Linked DNA regions of Mus musculus: all the other regions are linked to region 3. A link is a contact called in public promoter capture Hi-C data. All regions are on one chromosome and are shown on one strand. Each heading gives the region's core, a stretch centred on a gene start, on an enhancer-like site or on the middle of the called end of the contact. The rest is flanking DNA. Distances are from core to core; before and after follow the strand shown. Region 1 holds the start of Tbc1d10a (TBC1 domain family, member 10a). Region 2 holds the start of Sec14l2 (SEC14-like lipid binding 2). Region 3 holds the start of Myo1g (myosin IG). Region 4 holds the start of Osbp2 (oxysterol binding protein 2).

Region 1 (2,702 bases), core at 199-2,698, 2.3 Mb before region 3:
TTTCTTTTCTTTTTCTCTCTATTTGACCAGGTAGCATTATTTTCATTTTTCTTCGGTAGAATTTCCTAGGAGGAGGATGCAATGTTTGCACAACTCTGTACGGATGCTAAAGAACCATGGGACTGTACCTTTTTTTTTTTTTTTTTTTTTCGAGACAGGGTTTCTCTGTGTAGTCCTGGCTGCCCTGGAACTCACTTTGTAGACCAGGCTGGCCTCAAACTCAGAAATCTGCCTGCCTCTGCCTCCCGAGTGCTGGGATAAAAACCACCACGCCCAGCTTTGTACTTTTTTTTTTTTTTTTTTTTTTGAGATAGGATTTTTATTTGTAGCCCAGTCAGTCTGTCCGGAACTTGTAAACTGTTTTAGCCTACAGAGTACAGGCATCTGTTATCATGCCTAATTTATCTTTAATTTTTATGTATTTGTGCATGTGTAGGTGTGTCGGTGGGGTGATGGAATTTAAATATAGGAAGTATGTATATACCTTAAATAGATGGAAGTGGTGGTATGCTAACCATATTTCAATAAAACTATTGGGGAGTCAGGCAGGATAGCCCACATCTGTAATCCCAGCACTTGGGAGACAGGGAGGGCCCTAGACTACATAGTAAAGTCAAAGCCACTTTGGAGACCCTATCTCAAAGAAAAACAATACAAATCAACCCTCACCAGAAAGGTGTTGGGAAGAAAAAGGTAGAGCTTAGGTCTGATATATATATATGTGTGTGTGTGTGTGTGTGTGTGTGTGTGTGTATGTGTATATATATATATATATATATATATATATATATATAATTTGGTTTTGGGTTTTGGTTTTTCGAGACAGTGTTTCTCTGTGTAGCCCTGGCTGTCCTGGAACTAACTCTGCAGACCAGGCTGGCCTCGAACTCAGAAATTCGCCTGCCTCTGCCTCCCAAGTGCTGAGATTAAATTAAAGGCGTGAGCCATCTTGCCCGGCTGTTCTGTATTATTCTTATAGGGTCTCCCACGAGCTAATTTGCATCCCCCTAAGCAGAACAGCCAGGTGGTTCAGATCCCTAAGCCCACTTGCGTCTCATCACTGTTCTTGAAAATGACCTGGCGAAGTAGCGCTACCCACGACCCTGTTTCCCATGGAGGCAGAGACCTTAGGACCTCTAGGGAAGCCCTAGACCTTCTGCCAGAGAGCAGCAGCAGGTGACACACCAGCTCCGGGCCAACCCGGAAAAGCCAGACGAGCTAGTCCAGGTGAGTTTTTGTGATTGGCAGCCAGGGAAGGCGGGCCCTTGGTGACGGTTGTCCCGCCCCCTCACGTCGGTCCACTTGGCGCCAGGCTGGAGGAGGGGCGAGGCTCGGGACCCTCGGCACCCATTGGGCGCGTGGTGGGAGCTCCCTGGGTATCCGCCCCCAGCTTTGTGGCAGCCAATGGGCACAGTGCGTGGGAGGGGCGTCGGCAGCGTCGGCGGAGGCCGGGCGGCTCAGGCGGCTGAGGTGGCCGCTGGCGCTCTGGTGGCGGGCGCGGCCGATATGGCGAAAAGCAGCAGAGAGAATGGGCCGCGCGAGCCCGCAGCAGGCGGGAGCCTGTCTGGGACCCGGGAAAGCCTGGCCCAGGGCCCCGACGCCGCCACCGCCGACGAGCTGAGCTCGCTCGGCTCCGACTCGGAGGCCAACGGCTTCGCCGAGCGCCGCATCGACAAGTTCGGATTCATCGTGGGTTCGCAGGGCGCCGAGGGCGCGTGAGTAGCTCTGGGGTCTGGGCCGGGCGCGGGACCAGCACAGGCGTGGGCCTGACCCACCAACGTGTCTCCACTGTCCCAACCCCACAGATACGCCGCAAGCGGCAGCCTACTTTCTACCTACGAACAGAAAGGCCATTCCCTTCCTCCTGGTCTTCCCCAAACCGACTGATCCATACCCTCCAAGGAGAGTATCCCCGATGGGGGTTTCCCATCTCCAGCTCATAATCTCGCAGGTTACTCTGGCCTTAAAGCTTTGCCACCCCCTGACACGCGCACAGATGGCTGCCCCATACTTTGCCCACAGCTATTCTCCATCTCCCCCTACCCCACAGAATCCTTGTCTCGCCACCTCAGTATCGGCACCCCAGGAAATCTTAAGACTTCAGGACTCCGAGCTATTCCAGGTCGCGCTAACCCTTACCTCCAGACACATATCTCAGAAGGATTGACACTGGCCAGCCCCCTCCCAGAGGGTCCCATCTTGACTCCCAGTTTCTTTTCATCATGGAAAGGTCTCTCCTCATTACACACCCTCTGCCAAAAGGCAGCTTTGTCCATTGTCACAGGCAACAGGTGGGCCGACACTCCTTCCCAGTAGTTATAGGGCACCTCAACTCTAGGACTCCCCTGTCAGCTTCATCACAGGGGAGCCAGCCAGTAGACTCCCAGGCTGCCGTGTTTATGTCCTTCCTTCCCAAATCCAGATCTAGGACTGGAGAAGGAGGGAGACAGCACCCCACCCTTGAGCTACCAGGTACCCAGCTTTCCATTAGAGAAAGCTGAGGCAGGAGTAACACCTTCCCTCCAAGCTGAGCATGTTGGGCTACAGATTTGTACACAGCAGAACCCCTAGAAGCCCGCCCTCCCAGAGACTGCGGATGCGATCTGGTGGTCTCTTCAGGAAGATGGCCTCTAGATCCTGCTTTCATTCCACTTGTCTTGTGATAGGAGACTAGCGCCATACCCAGAACTGACAAGCCTCCC
Region 2 (2,700 bases), core at 190-2,689, 2.4 Mb before region 3:
AATGACTTTGTTCAAAAATGATAGTGGAGCTAGTTTGAAAGACTACAAAAGAAGCCAAGGGAGGGGGGTGGACAACCATGATGGAGCAGACAGCTCCTGCAGGTGGCCACAAAAGGGAAACATACTAGGAAAGCCACCAAGGGAGGTGGACAGTGACCCAGGATAGCCACCCCTATCCCTGATCTCTCACTACCCAGTAGTAAACAGGCAGCCCCAAGCCTCCTACAACAGCAGAGACCTTTATCTGGTTACTGACCTGTAGGACACCTCCAGAGAGGACCAATGAGGACTGGCCACCTCTGCCCTTTGCCTTAGGTCAGCTAGGTCTAATCAGACCCTCCCATCCCCCAAAAGCAGCTCCCAGAGTTAGGACAATGGTCATCTAAACAACAAGCAGAAGGCCACCCTTCACCAAGGACCTCACCTAGCCCCTGGCTTAATCCCCACCAAACCTATGCCCAACAGACTTAGCCTGCACGTCAGCAGCAAACCTGGCATGGGAAAAAAGTCACACACAGCAGCCACATCTGCTGCCACACTCTGGAATAAATAAGAAACTGCACAACTGGGAACACTGGGGCTGGACCCCATCAATTCTGATCCCGTGCAACTGAGGAGATAAAGTCTTTTGGCCAGAAGTGCCAGCTCCCGAACTTGAATGGAGTAGATAAGTCCCTGTCTGCCCAGGTGCCAAGGCAAAGCCTGGTCAGGTCCTTTCCTTTTGAGTGGCATCACTAAGTTCAGGCAAGGGTCTGGGTTGCCAGGGTGGGGAGAGCTCTTCTCTCCGAAAGGATTCCAACCTAGTGAATCCCGGACATCTTAGACTTCACACACAAGAGGTGCCCGACAGACAACTCCTCTAATTTCATCGAAGAGCACAGCACACAGGACAGGGTTTGGCCCAAGGTCGCACAGTGACTTAGTGCCTTGAAAGAGCTAGGGGGAGTTTGCCAAGGAACTGTCAGGGACCCTTCCATATGCCACTGCCCCAAAAGAGAAAAACCTCCCGGAAATGGGAGGAAACCTGGGGCCCTGCCCCTGTCCCACGGCCCTGCTACCAGTCCCTGCCAGCCCGGAGGATGAATGTTGCCTTTGTGCCCTCAGCTGCCTCCCAAGGCTTCCAAGCAACCACTTCTTCCCAAGGGGGCACCTCTGGGGCTGCTCATGCTGAAGATCGCGATGACCAAACTTCCCGAGGTCCTCACCCTGAAGGAGAAGCGGTCCGCTGGGCACTAGCCAAGCGGGGGCGATCAGTCGCCCGCCCGCGAGGACAGTCCCTTACAGCCGCTTTTCAGCCAGGAGCGAGGGCCACAGACAGACCAAGAGCAAGCTCACCTTGGCCAGTGCCTCCTCCTGTTTGGGGCTCAGGTCACCGACTCTGCCGCTCATCGTGGCTCAGCCTTGGGGCGCGGTGCCTGCGGCAGCTGATGGAGCTCCGACTCGTTTGCCGCCGCCGCAGCCGCTGGAGTAAAGTCCCAGTCTTTGGCCGAGGCCCCGGGGCTGGCGGCCAAGACCCGCCTCTTAAAGGAGCCCGAGGGGCGGGGCGAGACGCGCAGAGGCCCTGGATTGGAGCCAGAATGCTTGCTCATACACCTGAGGAGCTACTTGGGTCTGGATCCTCATCCTAACCAAGAGGAAGCTGGAAAGCTCTAGCAAACGACGTCTTCTAAGGTGCGACTCCACAAGGCTGGACCGGGCTGCTCTCATAGCTTTCCTTACCCCAAAATGTTGACAGCTCTCTGGTGCCCACTGAAAAGGGATGCCCCTTAAGCGTCTTTCTGCCTGTAGGAACTGTGGTGTTCACTCTGCCATCTGCTTATGGTCACTACTACCAGCTCTGCTTGGGAGTGAGAGTTGACCCCCAGGGTTGCCGATGTAACTCAGTGGCAGAAGGCTTGCCACTGAGTTACGCGCACGACCTTAAGTCGGATTCCCAGCACTGCATGGTCATAGTGGCACATTCCAACACATACCTGAGATCCCAGCATTGGAGAAGCAGAAGTTCTGATCACCCTTAGCTTATTTATTGGGCTTGAGGCAAGCCCAGAATACAAACAAATAAACCAAATGGAGTGGACAGCCTTTTCCCTCTACCTGCAGAGCAGGCATGGTAAAGACCATGGCATCTAGCTGAAGAGAAAGGAAGACCAGCCTCCCCACTAAGACCCAGGTCTCTGCGTCTGATCTTCCCTGCTCTCTGGGAGCCACACCTGAAGCTCTCACATCTCAGTTGGCATGCTCTGCTTCCTCTGTGGAAGTGAGGAGGCTCAGGTTTGAGGGCCCGTGTCCCACGGGTGTCTACGGGGTCCTTTGCCTCACTGCACTGTTGCTTCTTCTCTAACCGAGGGTGATCATGGGCAGGAGGCTAATGGAAGTTAATGTACACAATTCTCAGGTTTGACTTCTTGTGGCCACCTCCTTGCTGTCCATTGCTGGCTGCCTAGCCAGATCTTGGCCGTAGGCTAGACAGAGAGGAAACCACACTGGAAGCCAGAGCCCACAGCAGCCCTGCTGTGCTTATCTGCTTCCCAGCTCTGGCCAAGAGCCTGCGGACTCCCCGCTAGTGACAAGTTTGACTAGTGAGTGGGTGGACTCTGACAGCTGTAGCCTAGCAGCCTCTTGTCCAGCCTATACCATCAGACTGCCTCCCGCCCCCCAGTTACTACTTCTGGCTCACACAATAGAGTTCATAGCCTTCTC
Region 3 (2,700 bases), core at 142-2,641:
CTGTCTCAGAGTCTAGGCGGGACCAGATCCGGAAGGGGACTCGCCCTGCCCCACCCAAATCATAGCGTGGTGATTTGCTAGTCTTTGCAACCCCAGCCATGGCCACCGTCCCTCTCCAGCACATCTCAAACTCCTCCACCCTTCCGTTTACTAACCATATTAGAAGCAGGAACCTAGGGCTGTACCTCTCTTGGGTTTTGTGCTCTGGGAGGAGTACTAGCCTCCTTGGGGCCCCAACTGTCCTCTCGGTGTGTGGGGCCCGCTCAACCCCAGGCAGGCCTCTTCAGGGTTCCTCTTTCTCTGCCCCCTCTGACAAGTCACGCCCTGGGACTACAAGTTTTGTGACCTGCAGCCACTGTCTTCCTCGGCTCAGCATACAAAGCATGGAGGGCATGCTTGTGAGCTTGCTTTTCGAGAGAATGAGGCAGTCTAACAAAGCATTGAACTCATTTCCTGGATAAAGCTCTCCATGTGGCAGCCTAGGACCTCCATCTCTGCACCTAGTGAGATTCCTGGTCCCCAGTTGCTCTCTAAGGAGCTTCCTAGCACACAACAATCCTCCCTAGGAGGTGTGTATGAAGTCCAGCCGCACACAAGGCCATTTAACATGCTGTGCTTCTAGCTCCTGGACCCCTCCCTGCTTTTTTCAGTGAGAAAGCAGGCTGCACTGTCAATTCTCCTAGTCCTAGCCTGTGACCCCTCCCATGAACAACTCCCAACCCAGAACATCATATCAGCATCATATCAGCTTGCTTCGATTATTGCGATTCTGGGGTGGAGGGCACTTCATTTTGGAGTTCCTAAGGAAACTCAAGTCGGGTCACACATGGGACCCAGGGGGAAAGCATCAGCAGGTGACAGAGAGGAGATGCAGTACATTCCTGGTCCCCATGCCTTTGCCTGTCTTCCTCAGGACTCTGGGCTTGTCAACCAGGGTGTTGTGAGGGTGGCTGGGCAGCTCCATTCCTGACAGCTGGTTACTTTCTGAGTGGCCATTATCTCCTGGAGATGCTATCATTTCAGCCTGTATTGTCTAGGTATGTGTAGCCTTGTCCCCATTCCTGACGATGGGACCAGGGTACCTTCAGGGCTTCTCTCAGGTCTGTGTGGATGATAAGGGAGGAAAGGAAGGAAAGAAGCCCAGTACCGCATCCCCACCCCCACCTCACATCTACCTGAGCTCTAGGTTCTTCATGAAGTCCTCCATGGTCAGTTGATCCAAAAGCACGAAGTCTGGTTTCCCATACTCAGGGCCTTCTTCGTCCTCCATCCTGCCCACTGCAAGCATCCAAGGCAGGTCGCCAGAGCTTTCTGTACAGAGGTGAAGGGGAAGGCAGAAAGGGGAGGCCCAGCCCTGCCTGACTACTGCAGTACTTCAGTAAAGTAGGAAGTGGGTTCTGCCCGGGGAGTTTGGCCCTGCCCATTGCTACTCCCCTGCCTTGGTGCTTCAGACACTGCTTCCTGCTCCCTGGCCCACAAGGTCCATGCCTAACTGTCTGTCCTGATGGGGTCTTTACTGGCTTCCTTAAAGCTCTTCCCAAGCTAGGTTTGGCCATACCTGTCTGTAATCCCAAGCACTCCAAAGATTACGGGCAGGCTGGAATTCTCCCTCCCCTTGTCTGTCTGTCTTCCTTCCTTCCTTTGCTCCCTCCCTCTTTCCGTCTCTCTCTCTCTCTCTCTCTCTCTCTCTCTCTTTCTTTCTTTCTTTCTTTCTTTCTTTCTTTCTTTCTTTCTTTCTTCTATCTCTGTAGTCCAAGCTGGCCTCCCCAAAGTAGCTAGGATTATACCAGGCTCAGTAAGAAAGGATGCTTCTTCTTCTTTCTTTCTTTCTTTCTTTCTTTCTTTCTTTCTTTCTTTCTTTCTTTCTTTCTTTTTTTGGTTTTTCAAGACAGGGTTTCTCTGTGTGTCCTGGAACTCACTCTGTAGACCAGGCCAGCCTTGAACTCAGAAATCTACTTGCCTCTGCCTCCCAAGTGCTGGGATTAAAGGCATGTGCCACCACGCCTGGCAGGATGCTTCTTTTAAAACGTTTTAAACATCTATTTTGTGTACAAGTGCTTTGTCTACATGTATAAGTGCACCATATGCATGCTGGGTGTCTGCAGAGGGCTAGAGGGCTGGGTGGCCGTAAACTGCAGACCTTTGCAGGAGCAGTCAGTGCTCTTAACTTCTGAGCCATCTCTCTAGCCCAATAGATATTTCTTTTATTATTATTATTTTGGTTTTTTTTTTTTTTTTTTTTGGTTTTTCGAGACAGGGTTTCTCTGTATAGCCCTGGCTGTCCTGGAACTCACTTTGTAGACCAGGCTCCAGGCTTGCCTCGAACTCAGAAATCGGCCTGCCTCTGCCTCCCAAGTGCTGGGATTAAAGGCGTGCCAACAGATATTTCTTGGCCTCTCGTGGTTACCCAGCTGAACATCGCTGCCCCAGAGCTCAACATCAGCCAGGGGTGGCCACAATAGAGTTTAAACCATAAAGACTTCCTGCCTGACCCAGCAGATGAGGCAGTGGTGGGGACTCGGCACCCTGCGATTCCTCCCCACAGTGACAAGGGAGCGGAAGAGTACACTCTCCAGCCCTCTAGTGGGCTAGCCTTTGGTAGGACCCTCTTGCATATGCTCAGCTTCGTTCTCTCATCCAGCCTCTGAGATAAAACCATTAACTCTTGGAGCTCTGGGGCCTCATCTTAGCTCTCACAGG
Region 4 (2,700 bases), core at 94-2,593, 2.7 Mb before region 3:
GACACTGCTGCAGCAACCCCACTTAGTTTGAGAAGCTCTCATCTAGAGCGGCCTGAGATCTCAAAGCTTGCAATCCCAGGAAACAGCTAGTGAGAAAGGGAAGGAAGTCCAGCTTTAGCAGGAGGTCGTGCCAGCTCTGTCTCTACTGCAGCTCCGAAACCCAAGCTACTTCTGGAATAAGCAAGGGAACAGGAAAGCATTATCTGCTGCAAAATGTCAACTTGGGGTCCCAGGGGGTACACACTATGTCTGCTCTATCTGTGGGTCAGCGAGTCCCAGCCCAAGGCCTGGCCACCAGCAGGTGTCAGCAAAGGTAGGAAACAAATGAAGTAACCACGGGAGGTGGGACCCACAGTCCTTCCCAAGAGAGGGGTTCACTAGCTGCCTCCCTCCATGAACACAGTGAACCAGACGCAGCCCCTGGTTCCATGACCACCAAAAACAGGAGGGGAACAAAAGACCTACTCCACCCATCTCCCCACTCATCCTTTTAAACTCAAGCTTGCCAGAGGCCATGTCCACAGGTCACGTCTTCCCTTGGCAGTTGACAGGCATTACTTCTACAGAAGTTCATGCAAACATCTCAGAAGGGTTATGGTGACACCCACCCCACAGTCGAGGCCGGCCACCACCACCCTCCAACCACAGATGTCCTACCTCGGTACTTCCGTACCTGTAGTAGGACAGCAGGCCATTGCCGAGCACGAACCAACGGCGCTGGTAGCCCTTCAGGTAGTTAGTCCACTTGAGGAGCCAACCCTTGTAGCTGTCCAGAGGTGGTGAGACCATTTGGACACCAATCCCTGACACCGGAGTCCCGACAGAAATCTTCGCCTGTCCTTGTCGCAGAAAAGACTGGGTCTTTGGCACCAGCTTGGACTCGGGTTTGGTGACGGGCAAACTCCCTACTGTTGACTGCAGCGGGGACGGCATTGCCAGCTCTGGCGAAGCTTTGATGATGGACACAGACCTTGTGCCGTTCTCTGACCCCGGCCACAAGCCCTGTAGTTCCGATTCCTGCCCAACCCCTGAAGGCCTTGGCACAGACGTCGTCTGGGACCCAGGTTCGGATCTCGACGCCGGCTCAGAAATTGGCTGGCACACCTGTTTCGACAGCAACTCCCGCTCTGGTGCCTGCACAGGCTGGAGCTGAGGCTTTGACGCTGGTCCTGAGCCGAACGCGGATGAGTTCATGCCCGGCGCCGCCGTGTGGCAGGACAAGCAGGGCACAACCGTGAACAGCGACGAGAGCCCGCGGGAGCGGCCAGCGCAGCCGCCGCCTCGGCTCAGAGCGGCCGCTTTCCCCATAGAGCTGTGGACCCGAGCTCGGCGGAGCGCGGAGTGGGGGCGGGGCGGGGCGGGAGTGGGTGGGGCCTGTTCGGAGGGAGTGGCGGGGCGGAGCCGGGCGGGGTTGGTGGAGGAGTGGACGGGATGGGTGGAGCCCTCACGTGAGCGACAGAGATCGGGTGCGCGTGGGTCCCTCCGCCGCTCTGGCTAAGGTGGAAGGAACCCCGTGGGCCAAGAGTTAGGCAGACGACGTGGAAGGCACTTCACGCTTCAGGCTGCTGTCCCTCCTGTGCCAGGCGCTGGGAGAACAATGGTGAATGAAAGCCACGCGGTGCGCTCGCCACGCAACTCTGAGCAATGGGTGGGTCGTGGACAGCAAATCTCAAACCCTGGGAGTCCGACCTGAGGAAATCCAGCCTAGGCCCTCTCCCTAGTTGTGGGAACTGTAGCCACTCCACAAACTTCTGTTGGCTCATCTATACAATGAAGATAATACCTCCTTCAAAGGCTGTAATAAGATGGTGCATATGAGGCACATTTGGCAGAGTAGATGCTCCGAGAGCATCATTGAGTTATTAACTAGAGAGTTCTGTGGTACATTTTGTCAGCGACCAGAGCAGGAGATGAGAGCAAGGTTGACAAGCTTGGGAAGCAGCCACTGTGCATGCACGTGTCAGATGTGTGTGCAGCCCTCAGGGAAGGAAGCTAACTAATAAATTCTTAACGAGATGTTTCGACTCCTGAAACAAATTGCCAAGCTACCTAAGATGACAGGCCTGTCATTAGTTCTACCAAATTTGGGCAAGAGTCACAGAAGAGACAAGGTCTACAGAGTTAGAGAAACAAGAAAGACCTTCAAGGAGAAACCGCTGTGTACAAAGACCCAAACCAGGGAGAACAGCTTGTCTGGCAAATAGCTAATAGCTCAGTGTTTTGTCAAGAGGAGGGCAGGACACAGAACAGCTGCCCCACACCCCACCACAAGGAATGCCCTTTATCCTAGAGAAACCAAAGCTTCTAGAAACAAGGGAAATTTATTTTCATTTTTAAAGTGGGGGGGGGGGGGAAGGAGGTGAGATGGCTCAGTGGGTAAGAGCACTGACTGCTCTTCCAAAGGTCCTGAGTTCAATTCCCAGCAACCATATGGTGGCTCACAACCATCTGTAGTGAGATCTGATGCCCTCCTCTGGTGTGTCTGAAGACAGCTAGAGTGTACTTACATATAACAATAAATAAATCTTTGTGCCTGAGTGAACAGAGGTCCTGAATTCAATTCCCAGAACAGAAACCACATGAAGGCTCACAATCATCTGTATAGCTACAGTATACTCATAAACATAAGATAAAATAAATAAATCTTTTAAAATAAAGTGTGTTGAAACAGAGTCTTTATATGTAGTCCAGGCTGGTCTC

Evidence for each region. Promoter capture Hi-C pulls out the DNA fragments that hold promoters and counts their contacts.
Region 1: a contact with region 3 is called in a promoter capture Hi-C map of embryonic stem cells, with 6 times the contacts expected there. The contact joins the promoter of Tbc1d10a here to the promoter of Myo1g in region 3. A contact is called at or near these places in 1 of 39 promoter capture datasets (embryonic stem cells) and 1 of 484 Hi-C or Micro-C datasets (B cells).
Region 2: a promoter capture Hi-C map of liver shows a contact between it and region 3, with 3 times the contacts expected there. The contact joins the promoter of Sec14l2 here to the promoter of Myo1g in region 3. A contact is called at or near these places in 2 of 39 promoter capture datasets (both in liver).
Region 4: a promoter capture Hi-C map of liver shows a contact between it and region 3, with 4 times the contacts expected there. The contact joins the promoter of Osbp2 here to the promoter of Myo1g in region 3. A contact is called at or near these places in 2 of 39 promoter capture datasets (both in liver).

What each region holds. Positions count from the first base shown.
Region 1 is chr11:4,185,385-4,188,086 of GRCm38.p6, forward strand. It overlaps Tbc1d10a (TBC1 domain family, member 10a), which reads left to right and starts at 1,449. Exons shown (of 9, transcript NM_134023.1): 1 at 1,449-1,715. The coding sequence starts at 1,507.
Region 2 is chr11:4,117,290-4,119,989 of GRCm38.p6, forward strand. Sec14l2 (SEC14-like lipid binding 2) reads right to left here and starts at 1,440. Exons shown (of 12, transcript NM_144520.2): 1 at 1,336-1,440. The coding sequence starts at 1,389. It overlaps Gm51934 (a long non-coding RNA gene), which reads left to right and starts at 1,060. Exons shown (of 3, transcript XR_003949841.1): 1 at 1,060-1,671.
Region 3 is chr11:6,519,567-6,522,266 of GRCm38.p6, forward strand. Myo1g (myosin IG) reads right to left here and starts at 1,392. Exons shown (of 22, transcript NM_178440.4): 1 at 1,176-1,392. The coding sequence starts at 1,288.
Region 4 is chr11:3,862,560-3,865,259 of GRCm38.p6, forward strand. It overlaps Osbp2 (oxysterol binding protein 2), which reads right to left and starts at 1,344. Exons shown (of 14, transcript NM_152818.3): 1 at 674-1,344. The coding sequence starts at 1,308.